Linked DNA regions of Sus scrofa: region 2 is linked to region 1. Evidence: chromatin contacts called from public Hi-C data. All regions are on one chromosome and are shown on one strand. Each heading gives the region's core, a stretch centred on a gene start, on an enhancer-like site or on the middle of the called end of the contact. The rest is flanking DNA. Distances are from core to core; before and after follow the strand shown. Region 1 holds the start of FER1L5 (fer-1-like protein 5). Region 2 overlaps KANSL3 (KAT8 regulatory NSL complex subunit 3).

Evidence for each region. Hi-C and Micro-C count contacts between places; a contact is called where the count stands out from the background.
Region 2: a Hi-C map of skeletal muscle shows a contact between it and region 1, with 4 times the contacts expected there. The contact joins the enhancer-like site here to the promoter of FER1L5 in region 1. A contact is called at or near these places in 1 of 5 promoter capture datasets (liver), 4 of 47 Hi-C or Micro-C datasets (embryonic fibroblasts, liver and skeletal muscle) and 2 of 2 datasets of contacts at active chromatin or transcription factors (alveolar macrophages and skeletal muscle).

What each region holds. Positions count from the first base shown.
Region 1 is chr3:56,955,409-56,960,983 of Sscrofa11.1, forward strand. FER1L5 (fer-1-like protein 5) reads right to left here and starts at 4,172. Exons shown (of 55, transcript XM_021088398.1): 1 at 4,137-4,172; 2 at 3,620-3,892. The coding sequence starts at 4,172. It overlaps KANSL3 (KAT8 regulatory NSL complex subunit 3), which reads left to right and starts at 3,775. Exons shown (of 23, transcript XM_021087273.1): 1 at 3,775-4,117; 2 at 4,763-4,885; 3 at 4,888-5,026. The coding sequence starts at 4,813.
Region 2 is chr3:57,001,075-57,006,199 of Sscrofa11.1, forward strand. It overlaps KANSL3 (KAT8 regulatory NSL complex subunit 3), which reads left to right. Exons shown (of 23, transcript XM_021087273.1): 23 at 1,763-5,125. The coding sequence ends at 1,783. Among named protein-coding and RNA genes, the nearest start is that of FER1L5, 44 kb to the left of the region's middle. Within about 2 kb of position 2,712, at least 4 of the 83 cell types and tissues checked have an H3K27ac peak or open chromatin away from gene starts, as enhancers often do. A contact at or near this core is called in skeletal muscle, where this site is marked.

The DNA of each region.
Region 1 (5,575 bases), core at 2,922-5,421:
CCTGCCACATTTCTTGGACTTTTTTCCTTATCTATAAAATGGAGACAATAAAACCTGCCTCATTTGCTTCGTGGAATTGTTGTGAGGAGTAAAGATCATTACATTTATGAAAAGGCTTTGTTGATTCTAAAAATAGTTGAGACAATCGAGCAGATATTATTAGAAATTCTACAAAGACCTGTACATATATTATCTTTGTAAGTCCTCACAGCAAATCCTAGGAAGCAGATACTTCTTTTTTTTTTTTAAATCTCAGTTGGTGGCACAGCCCTAGTTCATAGAAGAAACTTGAGGAATATTCATCTTCTTTTTTTTCGTGTGGCCATTTGCTGGAAAAAATGGGAGGCAGAGGAGTCATCATAAGAGAAATAAGAGCAATAAGGAGGATAAGTTTTGAAAGAACGGGACAGTGTCTACCTTGCCTTTCTGTCACTCAGCATATTTTACATAGCAGGGCACTGATCAATCAATCTAGTTACATAGTAGGGCACTGATCAATCAATCTAGTTTTTCACTGATCAATGTTGCCTCTTGGGGTTCGTGGCTCTTACCTCGGAAGTACACAAACATGCTGGGTCTGGGTGGGGGGCTCAGGGGAGGGCTAATCTTGGCTGATTCCACCACAAGTCGCAGCATCTCCCCCACCTACTTCCCTGCTATCCTTCTCTAGTGAAGCTTCTTTCTTGGGAGCACCTTGGTCCAAGGCTTCTCTCAGGGCTCATGGGGAGAGTAAGGCCTGAAGTTGTTGCTTAGCAACAGAGTTGATGTCACAGAGGTGTGTGGTTCTTGATTTTGGATGGGAATGAAGGGAATGGGAGGAGATAGAAGTCATAGGGTATGAAGCCAGTGGCTTGAGGTGCCCAGGGCTGTAGAAACGAACAATCTGGCCAAATTTCATTTCTTCTTTCTGTTTTCTTTTGTCTCTTGTTCTTTCTAAAATTCTGGTTGCAAGATAAGTATAAGGGTAATATTTTCTCTATATACAAATGAATTACCTAGAGTTATAAAAAATCACGTAGTCTATTTTACCTTTTTTTAAATTTTTGACCCCAGCCAAGGCATGTGGAAGTTCCCAGGACAGGGATCAAACCCCAGCCACAGCAGTGACCCAAGCCACTGCAGTGACAACACAGGATCCTTAACCTTCTGGGCCACAAGGGAACTCTTCTTTTTTAAACGTTTTAATGCTCTTTTCTGCCTGAGAGTCTTTGTCTTTGCTGTTCCAACTCCAGAGAGCTTTGCACCCAATGTCTACCATGCTACCTCTTTCTCTTCTTTTGGTTCCAGGTTCAAAGTCACCTTGACATCCACCCCATTGCCCAAGCCAAGGCTAGCTCACTGTTCTACATGCTTTCATCACTGTCCACTTCGAATAGGCATGGTGGGGGGGTGGAGTTGTGAGGGGATTAAATGCTTAGGTTCTGGAGCCAGACTGGTTCTGGTTCTGCCTTTGATACTTACTAGCTGCATAACCTTGGGCAAAACACTTTGCCTCTCTGGACATGATTATAAGAGAACCTAGCATGTATGTCATTGAGAGGATTAAATGAAGTAGGTCATTTATATCACTTAGAACTTGACTGGCATTCTCTAAATGCTAGCCCTTATTATCACAACTATAAATTAATTATTTATATAGACTGAAAAGAAATATGCCTTTTCAGTGCTGTGTCTTTAGCACTTGGCACAGTACTTAGCATATAGTAGAAATTTAAGCAATATTTGCAAATGAATGAAGGTCAAGTGTGTCCTATGGGATATCGGAGGAAGGAGAAGCATTATAGAGAAGAGGTAGCCAACTCTAATCAATGGGTAGTGAAAGCCTGGAGTCCTGTGTGGAGAAAATTGCTCTGAAGTTGCATCTGGGTTCAGAATGAACGGTGCTTGATTAATCATGTCTGTCATGGGCATAGAAAGAAAAACTGCAAATCAAGCAGTAAGAGTTTGAGGACTTCCTGTGTGGCTCACAACATAACTACTTGGCGTTGCTTCTGCAGTGGCTGTGGCTCAACCCCTGGCTTGGGAACTTCCATATGCCTGCTATAGAGAACACACATTGTCCTCTTGGAAACAGTCTAGAATTGTGAAATGACCACAGGTTTTGCCTCCTTTCTCTCCACTGCCTCCCCACCCTCCCCCACTTTCCTCTGGGCACCCAGGTTTGCAGGTAGCATCGCTGAGGCCTTCTAGAGCACTGTGTATCTTTCTTTGGGTTGCTCTCTGCACTCTTGTTTTCTTCAGCATTGCACGTTGGTTGTCTCACTTCACTCCTGCCCTGATGGGGCAACCAAAATGAACCAATCCACTAAGCACTCTAAATGATTGGATTTGTCCCCCATCATGTTTTCCATGTAGGGATACCTGCATTTAACCCCCTAGCCCCAGCACTGCGCACAATGGTGTAGACGGGGTGGGTGATGAATCAAATGCCACAGGGGCCAAGGAGGCCTAGAGAAGCTGGTCAGAGTGAGCATATATGCAGCCTGTATACCTGCCACACAGGAACATGAGTCCAGTGCTGCCACAGTCTCCAATTTTTTAAGAGATCTGTATATCTGGATTTTTGCATGAAATCTCCCAAATTTAAATATTTGCAGTAAATAATTAAATACATATTTGCGATGAAATAAAATTTTAAAAAAGTAGCGTGTAGGCCAAAGAAAGTGGTGTTGGGCTGTAATTGGTCCATTCACTCTCTCTCTGTAGGTCCTTAGCAACCTTTCCAATCTCTCTGCAGTGGCCTGGTCCTTTCAGCCCAAACTTAGGTGACTTCATCTTCATGATTCCACTCATATTCCCACTCTGGAAATCTTTTTCTATAAATTTCTGTTCTTATCATTCTCTCCGCCACCCAGTGAGTAAGTATTTGCACTTTCAGAGATGAAGAGGGTACACTGAGATCTCACTGGGGTCATAAAAGCAGGGAGTTAGGTGCAGGAGCTGAGATTCCAAACCTCCAGGTCTAAGCAGCACTGCTTAGGGCGATCTGGACACATCTACGCAAAGCCCTGGATAAATTTTTCTTTTATTCTATTGTTTAATATATTTTTTAGAGCAGTTTAAGGCACACAGCACTTCTTTTATTTTCGCACTTATTTTTATTGTGGTTGTTGCTTAAGTGATCTCTTCTTCTTCTTCTTTTTTTTTTTTTTTGGCCGCACCCATGGCACATAGAAGTTCCCCTGGCCAGGGATGGAACACACGCCACAGTAGTACCGGATCAGCTGCAGTGACAACGTCGGATCTTTAACCCGCTTCGCCGCAAGGGAATTCCTAACTTTTTTTTACATTTAAGTATAGTTGCTTTACAACATTGTGCTAGTTTCAGGCGCACAGTATTTGAAGTAAATACTGCACGCTTAGGTGGGACTGATCTGGGAGAAGCGGAAAGTAGGTTGCACGCCCTCCCAGCCCTGGCTAGGGACCTGGCAAAGCAACCGTGGCGGTCACTGAGAACGGACGCTGCAGAAGCCAGCCTCCTCTCTCGCCCTCGCTTTCCCTGCTGAAGATGCAGAAGGCCGAAACTCGGAATTCCGCGCTGTGAGCGGCAGAGACCCGCACGCGTTCCCGGGGCTCCTCTTCCCGCGCAGTTACATCCTCTCCCGGTTTTGCAGCTCACCGCCCCTCCCTTCCCAGGCCGTGATCCGCTTCCGCGTTTCGCTCTGTGCCCGGAGCTCCGGGGCGAGGAGGCGGTAACGCGCACGCGCGCTGGGATCCGGCCCGGGCCGAGCGCGCGGCGCGACGACTGCGGGTGAGGGGAGGCGCGGCCCTGGCAGGGGGTGGCGGGCCCCGGCGGTGGCGGCGCTGGTCTGGCGGGCGGGGGTCTCAGCGAGAACCTCCGGACTCTCCGGTCATGCGGGGACAGGGGGCTGGAGCCCGGGGCCCGGGCGGCCTGGGTCAGACGGCCGTGTGGGGCAGGGGGCGGACTGGGGTTGCCGTGACGCGGGAGCTGAGCTGGGCCCGGGCCGGCGGGAGGCGGGTTCCTGGCGGCTCCTCCTCGTCGCGAACTCTCGGTGACCTTGGCCAATTCACTCCGTCTCCTTGAGCTGGCGCCTTCGTCTGTAAAGTGTGAATTACAAGCCCTGCCTGCCAGCTGTGGCGGTTTTGAGGCTCAAGGGTGGGACCCCCCGGGGTACCTGGAGTAGCGGGCCGTTCCTGGGGGACCACCCCATCTACGGTGAGGGGGGGGGTCTTCCTGGCTTAGCATTTTGTTACAGGCTTTGAGAAGGAGCTCTCGTCTGTGTCTTAAAACTCCAGAGCGTTATGAAGTAGTTGCAAAACTTTTGCTTAACGTAGACAAGGGACCTCGAGGGCCTCCTTGGAGCCCACGTTGCCCAGCTGTTACCCAGGATGCTCTTATTTTGTGACTGGAGGCGGCCCAGTGAAGCTTCCGGGAATAGTGTGAAGCTGGAGACCCTTAGCTTTGGAAGAATCAATATTTTTGATTCCTCTTGTTTGCCCAAACCCATGCCAGCCACAGGGGAAACTGATGCTGGCCAAGCAAATTTAGTATTTGTCCATGTGAGACCTTGGAGTCCCTCAGCTTCCCAATGAACCGAATTTTGTAGAAATTGAAGAGGAAGATGGTGCCATAGCCTTTTGAGGACTCTTAGGAGCGCTCCCTACATGGGCAAGGGTCTGTGATTTGATGGATCCTCAGTTATACATGATAGAAGGTCAAAAAAGTAAGCACATTAGATAGTATAGGCTGCAAGAGATTCAGAGCATCTGAATTGACTAAAACTGAAACTTTTCACTGCAGGTGACTAGCATGCAGATAGCCATTCTCTGACCTGCTGCCCTTCTTCTGACATGGCCCACCGAGGTGGGGAGAGGGACTTCCAGACCTCAGCGCGGCGCATGGGCACCTCGTTGCTCTTCCAGCTTTCGTGCATGAGCGGGAGCTGGACCTAGTGTTTCTGGACCATAGCTATGCCAAGCCTTGGAGTGCCCACCCAGATGCCAGTAGTGCCCGCCCCACCCGCATGCTCTTTGTTACTCCCCGGAGGCAGCACGAAAGTACCATGTGAGTTTGGGCTTCTTTCTTAAGGGCTGCCATTGCCCTAATTGGACAGGGAACAGATGGTGGGGATTAAAGAGGATTTTATTGTGGGAGATTGTCTGAGGGGCTTGGATGTTAAATTCAGGCGTTGCTGTTAAGCAGCGAGCAGATAGGCCTGTATGTAGACATCTTGCATTCAGGACATCTAATGAGTTAGGAAGGCAAGATATTCAAAGGAAGGCAAACAGCCTACTGCACTTAGGTAATAGGACTCGTGTGGAAAGAGGAATTGAATAGCATTATTTAAATTGTGAAGAAAAATACCAAAGAGTTAGTTTTTAAAAATTGCCGCATAGGATTAGATTTATTCTTTTAGTCCAGACAGAGTTCCTGGCTCCAGCACTGGCAACAGTAACCTTTTTGGTAGTTCAATTTACTTTTACTGGGGTCACCTTGTTTAGGAGCATATATATATGCCCAAGACCTTGGTTTCTGTCTTAGCTTCTTACAGAACTGTCACCATAGGTTGATTTTTTTTTTGTATTTTTGGGGTCGCACCCGTGGCATCTGGAA
Region 2 (5,125 bases), core at 1,462-3,961, 44 kb after region 1:
CTGCACCACAGCCACAGCGATGCAGGATCCAAGCCACGTCTTTGACCTACACCACAGCTCATGACAACGCTGGATCCTTAACTCACTGAGCAAGGCCAGGGATCAAACCTGCGTCCTTATGAATGCTAGTCAGATTCGTTTCTGCTGAGCCACGACAGAAACTCCTGGGAAGATGTTTTTTTCAAAGGTTGAGAAACAAACTGCCCATTTATGATATTTATGAGATAATTGGAAATTTAAACGCTGCCTGGATAATTGCTGATATTAAGGAATTGTTAACCTTTTTAATGTGTGATAATGGTTTTAAACTTGAAAAAAAAATCCTTTATTTTTGTGTTATATATTGCAGCATTTATGGAGAGAATGCATTTAAAAAGAAAAAAGGTTGTAAACACTGGCTAGATTCCTCTAATGTCCATGCAAGCACTTAATTATCTGTTTGGTTTCTGGTGGTGATGACTGTTTACTTTGTGTTTCCTTTAAGGAACTGGACTGTTGTGTAGCTCCTACAGCTGAGAAGCTGCAGGAGAAAGGGGAGGGACAGGGATTGCATTGTGCCCTGCGTCAGGGTCCCAGGAATGGACTCCTTGCCTGCGGCCATAAGGTTTTTCTCTCTCTGGCCACACAGCTGTTCAGGCTGGCAGACGGCCCCTGCAGCTGTCCGCCCAGCCAGGGGGCATTGCTGGAGCCCTCACCACAGCCCCAGAGAGTGGGCTCACTGCAGTGTGTGCCTGGGCAGGACCCAGTGCTCGTCCACACAGCCTGCCTCTGGGCAGGGTGGGCAGCAGGGAGGCGGACTCTTTCAAGGTTTAATTGTGAAGCCCTTCCTCATGTCTCTTCTGTGCCTCCATCTTCCCCTCTTACCACATCCTCAGAGATCTCTTAGGAGTTTTCCAAAGGTGAAATCTAGAGAAGTAGGGAAAATCCTCATGAAGAAAGGTCTATCTCTGCCTTGCTTCCTTCTTCCTAAGCTGCAGGGCTCAACAAATTATGGCATCTTCCACAGCACTTAAAAAATGGATAAGACCTGGCAGTTCCTATTGGGGCTTGGTGGAAACAAATCTGACTAGTATCCATGAGGATGTGGATTCGATCTCTGGGCTCGTCAGATGGGTTAAGGACATGTACAGCGTTGCCCTGAGCTGTGGTGTAGGTTGCAAACACACGGCTTGGATCCTGTGTTGCTGTGGCTGTGGTTGTAGGCTGGCAGCTGCCGCTCTATTCGACCCCAGCCTAGGAACCTCCATATGCTGTGGGTGCAGCCATTAAAACAAAAAAAAAGCAAGACCTAAAACAGTAATATTTTAGTAAAGTCTTGGAAAATTTCCCTTTAACTGTCACCCTTAACGGTTCACCTGTTTCTTTTCTTCTGCATTCTCTTGTTCTTATACATAATAAGAGCTAATGTTTGTGGTTGAACACATATTCTAGGTGCTTTATACAGGCTGTCTCATTTAATCTCACAACAACCTGGGGAGTAGGTGCTGTCACCTCTGTCTAACAGAAGAGGAAAAGGAGGCTCAGAGAGCATAAACCACTTGCCCTAGAAGGTGGGAGAGGTGGGGTCTCTGACTCCAGAGGCCATGTCCTATTATTAAATCACTGGCCACTAGAACCCATATCCTTGTGCATCCAGCCTTTTCCCTGTCAGAGAATTATGGCTTTGGAATAAATTTTCAGGAGTGGGATAATTGGGTCAGAGGGTCCAGATGTGTTAACCTGGCAATGTTTTGACCCTTGTTCACTGCCTCTCCTGCCACAGCGCCTGCCTCCAGCACCCTGAAGATGCCGTGCAGTGTGTCCTCCTTTATCAGGTTGGTGATGGCTGCTGGACGGGGAGACCTGGGCACATGTGCTGTCCTGCTGAGCTAGCTGTCCACTGTCTGAAGATCTCTTTCACACAGTCATTTTTGCCTCTCTGACAACTGTCTTCAGGATTGGGCCTCTGGGTCTTGTATGACCATTAGGCAAGGTGACCTGGTGCCAGCAAGGCGGGGGGGGCTTGCCTTCTACAGGTCTGGCTTCCAGAATCCCCAGGTCCGCAGCAGATCTGGCTGTGCATGGCTCCGAGGCACTTCTCCAGCATTAGCTGTAGCTTGACAAGTGGCAGTTTTGGACTACTCACTGCCTTGAAATAAAGGAGTTCCTCTTCGAAGTCCATGCTGCCCTGAGCCAAGTCAGGAGGAGACATCCATGTGATCTGGGGCTGCAGGCATTGGGATTGAGAGCCCTTTGCTGAGGACCAGGATCGTCCTGGCCCACTGGCTGGTGGTGTCAGAAGGGCTTGTTTTGTGCATCACTGTCGTCTCCACTGAGCTGCCATGGGAGGAGTGCTCCCTGTACAGCTCCCTCTTAGGAAGCACACTGGATGCCAGGCAGCCCGCTGAGCCCTGGGGACTCCTCAGTTCAAATACACCAGTGAGCAAAGAGAACTGGGCGATCATTTTTCAGTCCCTTTGGCCTGAAAACTGTGGGGAGCAGCAGTTGCCAGGAGGCGGAAACTGCCTTCTTTCTTTTTTCCATCACGCTTTGGGCAGTTCCTGTATCCAGAAAGCCTCAAGGTCTGGAAAGGCTGAAGAAGAGGAGGGAAGAGCAAATGAAATGGCTTGAAGGGCATGTCAGTAATTCCTTGGTGAAAACAGTTTGGGGTTGAGGCTAAGGAACTGTCGATGCAATTGGAGATGAGAAGAATTTGCTGAACTAGAGGGAAGAAACCCAACCCCTGAAGTTGCTGTCTCCAGTGCTTGGAAGTGAAACAGGTAAACTGCTGGAGTCACATCTTGCCTGTTGCAGGAAGCTTGGGCATCAGGACAACGAAGGCCGTGCTTCAGGATTTCTGTTTCTGTTCTGTGTGACTTTTTGTCTTCTTGCTTAGAAGTGGGAAGATTATTGTCCTTGACCCTACTGTGCAGGGCTCTTGGTATTGGCCTGAACACTGGAGGTGAAGGTTCGTTCCTGAGATGTGATCGCTAAAGATGGAGCTCTGAACCTCTTCTTACCTCCTTGGAGTACTTGTGTGCAAGAGAGTTTTTAGATTTGGCTTCGAGTCTATCCTCCAGAGCAGGCTCCCTTCTCGTCTGTACTCTAGAATGTTTCCAGCCAAGGCGACAGATAAAGCCACCCAGACACAACTGTTGAATATCTGTAGGCAGGGAGGGCCTACACCCTGCCATGGCCAGACTTGTGGTCCAGAGTTCTGAGCCATGGTGCAGCATATCTCCCAACCAGGCTACCTGCGTTCAGTCCAGGAGCCTCACCTGCCTGTGAGTGGCAGCCGGGAACATGTGGAGGAGTCTCAGACAAGGCAGGTTGGGGAGGAGCAGGCAGGGCCAGGGGTGATTGTGCTGGGAGCGGAGAGGGCAGCTTATCCGCTCCCTCTATAACCTTCTGCAGAGCTGGTCTCAGCAGTGATTCACACAGAGTTAGGCTGCCTTCTTGTATTAGCTGACAGGTAACTGTTTTCTGAAATTCAGGAGGCATTTAGTAAGTTTGAGGAAGTTATAAAAGAGACATCCAGGGTCAGTGGTTAATAACTTCACAGTTAGGATAATAACACACCAATACGAACTGAGGACACTGCAACCGTGAGACTGTGTGAAGCTTTTAAGAATCAGAGGTTCCTGAACAACCCATTCATGACTTAGGAGTGCAGCCTAACAGCACTGAAGGGGCTTCTCCTGAAAGATGCTGGCCCAGTGTGCGCCAGGGCCAAAGGAAAAACTAACGCCTTGTCCTAGGTTGGTATAAATCATAGTATGCTTGCTAGGGATGATTTCCTAAGGCTTGGATTGTACACTGTGAAGAATGCCAAAACTGGAGAAGGGGAGTTGTGAGAACCTTGTTTTTCTTGACCATGGAGGGACAGGCCAAAAGGGGAAGTGGTTGAAGTCTATAGAATCATGTTCTCCAATTCCATACTTTTCCAACACACTTCTTGAGGTGTAAAGGAAGCTTTCCTCTGCCTATCACGTAGCAGACCTGGACTCCACTACAGAAGGTCTTACTACTGGCCAGAAATGTAGAAGGATCGAGAGGGCTTTAGTGAAATTCCTAGATGACAGGTGCATGGTGATGCTCTACGCAAGATATCCTTCTGCTTTGAGGAGGAAGACCTTCTGTCTGTTTTTGGCTCTACTACTAGAATGGTCTTGGGCTAGATGGGTTATAGAGCTGAGCTGCTGTGATGGTTCTGTTCCTACATTAGCCAAAACAATAAAAAATAAAAATCAATTTGGGGTTGCTTCAGCTTGTTTTCAGTTGACTTATATTTATTCTGGTAACCACCCAGATGAAGTGGCACAGAAAATAAAAGCTAAGATATCGTGGTAATGCCAATGATCGTCTTACTGATGCGTGGTGCCATGCGGTGGGTACTGTAATTCCCTTTTACAGGCGAGGAAACTGACACAGAGAAGTCACAGCAGGAAGTGGCAGGAGCAGGACTGAGCCGAGGCAGTCTGATGCCAGTGTCTGTTCTTCTCTGCACTCTGCTGGGGTTCTGAGATGGGAAGCCGAAGTGGAGATTAGCACAGGAGGTGAGGAGAGGGTGGCTTGGCCTTCGTGTGACCCCTTTCAGTTTATTTCCCACCAGGCCTAGCGTGATTGCTGCTGCCATGGTGGGCGCTTGGCTGGGCCTGAATTGGGAGGTGGGGTCCCTTGCCCTCGGTCCTGAGAGATCGAAATCCCTTTGCACGTCCTATATCTCTGTGCCCCTCAAGTAAATAAATAACGACTTAAGAGATGAATAAATGAATTCCATTCTCCACATAATCTGTGAACCAGTATCCAAGAGGACTTTCCTTCCTGCCCTTAATTCCAGGTCCTGACATTCAGCATTGCAACCCTCTGTGGGTGGAAGCCATAGTTCTGGTAGACAGCTCGGAGGTTCTGGCACGCATGTGCTCATCGTGTTATCATCCTTAATAGAGACCTAGTGTGTTCTTTCCTTCACTTTCAACTCTGATCTCACTGGCTTGGGTGGTCAGGTAAAGTGAGAGATGAGGATTGGATTGTTTACTCTAAAGCTGTCTTAAACTTGCAGTATAGGGAGCAGGCCATAGCATATTATGATGCAAAAGAAGTTATGCTAGCTTTTTATCTTCCTTTCTGAAGTGTATGTTTTCGT